Linked DNA regions of Ovis aries: region 1 is linked to region 2. Evidence: chromatin contacts called from public Hi-C data. All regions are on one chromosome and are shown on one strand. Each heading gives the region's core, a stretch centred on a gene start, on an enhancer-like site or on the middle of the called end of the contact. The rest is flanking DNA. Distances are from core to core; before and after follow the strand shown. Region 1 overlaps CORO2B (coronin 2B). Region 2 holds the start of CORO2B (coronin 2B).

Evidence for each region. Hi-C and Micro-C count contacts between places; a contact is called where the count stands out from the background.
Region 1: a contact with region 2 is called in a Hi-C map of hypothalamus, with 3 times the contacts expected there. The contact joins the enhancer-like site here to the promoter of CORO2B in region 2. A contact is called at or near these places in 3 of 16 Hi-C or Micro-C datasets (hypothalamus, muscle and omental adipose tissue).

The regions. Positions count from the first base shown.
Region 1 is chr7:15,423,247-15,426,121 of ARS-UI_Ramb_v3.0, reverse strand. The region is part of intron 1 of CORO2B (coronin 2B); the gene reads right to left. Among named protein-coding and RNA genes, the nearest start is that of CORO2B, 40 kb to the right of the region's middle. Within about 2 kb of position 1,446, at least 12 of the 54 cell types and tissues checked have an H3K27ac peak or open chromatin away from gene starts, as enhancers often do. A contact at or near this core is called in hypothalamus, where this site is marked.
Region 2 is chr7:15,382,978-15,385,677 of ARS-UI_Ramb_v3.0, reverse strand. CORO2B (coronin 2B) reads right to left here and starts at 1,266. Exons shown (of 12, transcript XM_004010265.6): 1 at 555-1,266. The coding sequence starts at 569.

The sequences.
Region 1 (2,875 bases), core at 197-2,696, 40 kb before region 2:
CATGCACACACCTAAGCATGCACACACCTAAGCATGCACACACACGCGCGCACACACACACACAGCATTTGTTCCTCACACTTGGCTTCTCCACACCATCCTTTCAAACACCCAATTCCAAAAGCCCTCTCAGACCCACGCTATTGGAATTAGTCTGCCTGTGTGAGCTGCGCTCCAGAACCTAGTGCACTTCAGCACGCTGTGCAGTCCCTCCTTGCACGTCTTTCCCCTGAGACCGTGAGCACCAGGAGGGAAGACCCTGACCTTGGGCCACTGGGCCCAGACGCCCACGCCCCAGGGCTCTCATGAACGATGGTGCTGTGGGTCTCCTGGTGCGTGTCAGCATCCACGTGCCGACGCCTGCACCCAAGGCCTGTCAGAATCACTCGGGCTGCAGCCTGGAAGATTCTCATAACTGCTCATGGCTTCCAGCAGGCATTTGATCCAAGATCCAGGGCAGCCACCGGCTTTTAAGGGAGTGTGGCATGGCAGAAAGGTCAGCGGGCCAGGCAGCAAGAGACCCTGGTGGGGGCTGGTGACCTTGAGCAAAGACTTCTCTTCTGTGGGACTCACAATACAATTTTGAGACCTATAAATAACACAGAAAAAAGGCTAAATGCCTGTCTGAGAAGGAACTAGGACAACTGAGAGCTTTTTCAGGCTACATACATCCTGCCCAAGATTCTAAACCCTCCTCTCCCTAAAAAATGTGTATCAGAAACTGGGTGGGGGGCAGGGAGTAGACAAGAGGCATGAATATTCTTTTGAAAGAATTCTGATTAGTCATGTCCCCAACAGCAATCATGTGGGGCCCATGACCATACTGTTTGGTACCAAAGCGCAAGCTCCAGGGTCAGTCCCTGGCCCGTAGGTTCTACACCAGAGCGCGATGCTTGACCAGTCCGAAGCAGGACACGATGCGCTCCAGGCAGGGTGCAGGGCAGTGAGAGACGGGTTCTTCAGCACAGAGGGGAGGAAAGGGTTTGCTGCCCGGGCTGCTGGGTGCAGGGAGGCGGTGAGCCTACGTGTCAATCAGCTGCGTGTCTGGTCCGCAGACGGGCTCTATAAGTGGCAGCCTCCCCCACCCTCCTCCTCTGGGGGAAGCCTGTCTTTCATCAGGCAGGTTCCGTCAGGCAGGAGCACCTAGGAAGGAAGGCTATGCATCTTCCCTCTGCTGCTGCTCCGAGCTTGACCATGGCCTCTGACTCAGGAATGGACCCATTATGCCTCAAAAACACCCTTTCTCATTCCACAGGCATTTACTGTGTGGCTGCCAGGTCCTCAGGTTAGGGGCTTCAGAAGAGCAAGACACCCCTGCACTCCCAAGAGGTTCTCTGTCCAGGGGGAATGACTGATTTTCTGTCAACTCAGGTTAGGAAGGTCCATGTCAGTCCTGTTCCTTGGGTGCCCGGCCACATCATAGGTGCCTCAGGGAATTACTGGCTGGCTGGAGCCAGGGTTAGCCAGAGAGCCTCTATTAATGAACAAACAGTGAGTTCTGAACAGGTCTGGGAGCCCTGGGAGCTGGAGGGAGGGGGACCGTTCCCCTGACTGCGCTGAACTCGCAGTGGGCTATCGTTCCCCTCCCACCTCGGTCAGGAAGGCCTGCCTGGCACCCGCGACGCTCACCCCTCTGCTCTCAGAGGCCCCGCTGCAGAGCTCACCTCCTGCACCCAGCACCCCCACCATCCCCTCCTCCGGCCATCCAGTGCCTGGTAAACAGGACTCTGTCGGGGGCCGAGCCCCCACCCCACCCAGCTCCCACACACAGAAGCTTTGTCTGAGCGGCTGATGCATAATACATGGGCACAGGCCTGGACCAGCCGCGGGCCCATCTTGGACAACAGGCCCGTCACTAAGAGGTTGTGAGGGGCACAGCCAGGACACAATGTGCTCCAGTCAGAGCTGAGGGCAGCGGATAAAGGCCCACTGGGGCCCTGGGACCGGCCCCTCCCCCAGCACTCAGGGCAGGGATGGAGAAGAAGGCTGCCCTCAGAGGGCCCCGGGGGTGGGGGTGGCTGTCCTGAAATCCTCCCAGCCACTTTCCAGGGCAGCCGCATCCTTGGCTCTGAGCCTTGGCTGTTTCTCCCCGTGGCCGGTGGAGAGCCGTCTAGGAGCCCTCCTTGTCTTGGTCGCCATGTTCCTGTTTTAAGTGGGTTTCTCCAGCAGGCATTGCCACTCTCAGGGTATAGCGTGCTCCTTGAGGTCTTGGGCTCCTGGATCTTGGCTGCTCCAGAGGCCCCACACGTACCCACGCCCAAGCATCAGTGGGAAACAACCGGGGATAAGAGAGGATAAGAGGGAGGCATGATGAATCACCCGCTACTTCCTAAAAAAGGCCTTGCACAATTTTATGTGATGGAACAGCACCCTTCCTCTTGCAGGATATTTAAGTAGGATAAATCCACATGCAGTTAGCTCTATGTAAGCAGAACTGGGGAACTATACATATATCTGCCTTAGCAATAAAGATCCGGAAGATTCCCTTTTGAACCACCAGGCAAACACATTAAAGATGTGTTCAGAGGATCTCACTAGCACAGAGATGCTTATTCTAAGGCCCACTCCAGAAATTCCCATCCAGGAGGTCTAGATGAGAGGCCAGGAATTTGCATTTGAATAGGCACCTAAGAGACTCCCGTGTAGGTGGGCCACAGATGACGCTTTTTTAAAAAATATATGTTTCACTTTTGGTTGCCTAGGGCCTTCATCACTGGGACTGGGCTTTCTCCAGTAGAAGCAGGCGGGGGCTACTCTTCATTGTGTTGCGCGGGCTTCTCCCTGCAGTGGCTTCTCTCGTTGCAGAGCACAGGTTCTAGGCACGCCAGCTTCAGGAGTTGCAGCTCACAGGCTCTAGAGCGTGGGCCCAGTGGTT
Region 2 (2,700 bases), core at 17-2,516:
GGCCACTCCAGAATCTTTCCCATCCCTGGTAGCAACTCCCGGGATTGGGGAGCGCCCACAGACTGCTTTTGAAGTCAGGCCCGAGTTCCTGGGATGGGCAGCAGAGGCCGGCAGGTGGGGTGGGCTTTCACCTCTGCGGGCCTCCTCAGGGCGGCAAGTCCATTCCCACACCCACTGCCCAGCGTCGGTCCGTGCCAGCGACACTCCCCGCGGTGCGCTCCAACGGGGAGGAGGGGGGACACCACTGAGCCCCCCGACACTGTTCTCCTGGGGTTAAAAATGCAGCATCCTAAACGAGGGTTAAAAATGCAGTCCTGGAGTTGAGCCGGCGAGAGGGATCCTGCCCAAACGACAGTTACTGCCAAAGCGATATCCTCCCACTTCCCTCCGCAGTCCTGGGGGCCGAGGGGCTCGAGCGACTGCGGCAGCGAGAGAGGCACACCTTCCCGACCCAGCGCCCCCCCTCCACGCCCACATCCCCGCGCCCTCCGCAGCCCAGGCCCGGGGCTCCCAGCGCCGGCGGGTCCCGGGCGCGGCGGGCCAGGGGCGCCTACCTTTGTGACGGTCATGCAGAAACTCCGGGGCGGTGCGGGGCCGCGGGCGCGGCGTGCGGGGGCGGCGGCCGGGGTCCGCCCGGGGGCTCCGGGCGGCGGCTGGAAGGGGTTCCGGAGCGGCTCCGCGCGCTCCCCGCGCCCCGCGGGAGGCTCAGCCGAGCCTGGGGGCCGCGCTCCGGGCGGGCAGCGCGCAGGGACCGCTCGTCAGCGCTCGCCCGCCGCTCGTCGCTGATGTCAGCCCCGAATGTGCATTTATAATAGATGAGCCTCCTTCGCCGCAGGAAGGCGAGGCAGGAAGAAAGGGAGCGAGGGAGAGGGCCCAGGCTGGGGGGCGGGGGGAGGAAGAGGGGCCGGGAACTCGCTACAAAGGAGGAGGCGGAAGGAGGAGGAAACGCACGCCCGCCCGCCAGCCGCCGTGCCCCGCGCCTCCGGGATCGGTCGCGGCCGCCGGGCACAGCGGCTCGCCAAGCCCGGGGCCGGGGCCCAGGCCCGCGGCCTTAACCCCTTCAGGCGCCGGGCGAGGCTGGGTCCTGGCACCTGCCAGCTAGGGCGGGGGATGGGCGGCGACCCAGGCTCTGCGTGCCCCGTTGGCCCCGGGCCGCTGGCGAAGTCACACGCTCGATGGCCGAGGCGCCGCGCGGGCCGAAACGACCGCCAGGCTCGCCCCCTGGAGGTTCGCAGAGTCGGCAGGCGGGCGGGGAGGGCCGAGCGGCTGGCTGAGAGGGGCGTGGCAGCCGCCCGCCGGGACTCAGCCTGCACCCCTGCCTCGCGCAGACCCCGGCACCGAGGGGCGCAGGATGAGGCGGCCCCAGCACCCGTTTCAGTCTCGTTCCCGCAGCGGGGGCTCGTAGCCAGTTTTACAGAGGAGGAAACTGAGGGTCAGGGTCGGAAGTGACTGAGACAACTGGCGTGCAGCCGGGCTGGCATTTCTCTGGGAGCCCGCTCTGTCCACGTCGCCGCGAGCTCTGAGCTCTGTACCGAAGCCCGGGTTATAAAAGCTGCGTTCTAGAGACAGGCGAGCCTAGCCCCAGGTGTGTCCGTACGACCCTCGGGCTTAGCGCGCTCTGGGGGAACACAGGTGCGTCCTCTGCGGTGAACTAATCCTGACCTGGTTCCCTCCCACCATACTCTGGAGCTGCTTCAGGGACTTGAGGTACAACCACCTGAAGGTGTCCCCGCAAGTCTTCTGAAAGAAGTCCTCCTCCTGATCACCTGAGCAGAACCAGTTTCGGCAGATCCCAAACTACTGAAACTGAGGAGGGGAGGATTAGCGGAGATGGAGGCGGGCGGATCTGCCACGCATCACAACCTCCCCCTACGCCCGGAAGTGTTCGTTTTCTGCTCCTGGCGATTATACAATTCAATCAAATACACGACGTTCTCCACAAAGGAATGCGCACCTGCTCTGTAGAAGGCGCTGGAGGAACAGAGAGGAGATCGGATGCCTGCCTTCACCGAGCCCACAGTTTAGAGCAGCAATAATAATCGGCATCTGTAGAGCTCTTTGTGGATCATCCTGCTACTTTTATTTACATTTTCTCCTGTGATCCCTAACGCAATAGTATGAGTAAGGAATGACCATTCTCGGTTTGCTGATGAGTGAACAGTCTCAGAGAGGGGCGGGGACCTCCCCAAGATCACACAGTGACAAAGCCAACACTTAAACAGAAGTCATTTTCAACTGAGCACAGCATTGTGCTTTGGAGCTGTGAATTCCAGGGCTACTCATACCTGCTGCCTTATTTGAGCTTCACCCTTGGGAGGGAGCTGGACAGTTAGTAGTCCTGTTTTCAGCCACGAGAAGTTTAAATGCCTGACTCAGTCTCTTGGGTAGCACATGATGTCACAAGCCTCAGGCATCTGATTTGTGCAGACTCTTCCTCAATGTGTTCCCACGTTGGACCTCATGCTTTTACCACATTACTCCCCTCCCAAGAATGCCCTCCTCATTCTTCTGCACTGATCTAGACTCTCTCTGCCTCTCACGGTCCCATCTCCTTGCCAAACCCCTGACAACTCCAGCCCCCACGGGTGCCCATGTTGCATTTGAGTCCCAGCGTCTGGTCTTGTTTTCATGAGCTTCTGGCTAATACAGACTGTGAGCCCCCAAGTGTTCAGAGAACCAGGGCAAGCCTTCTCTTACTGT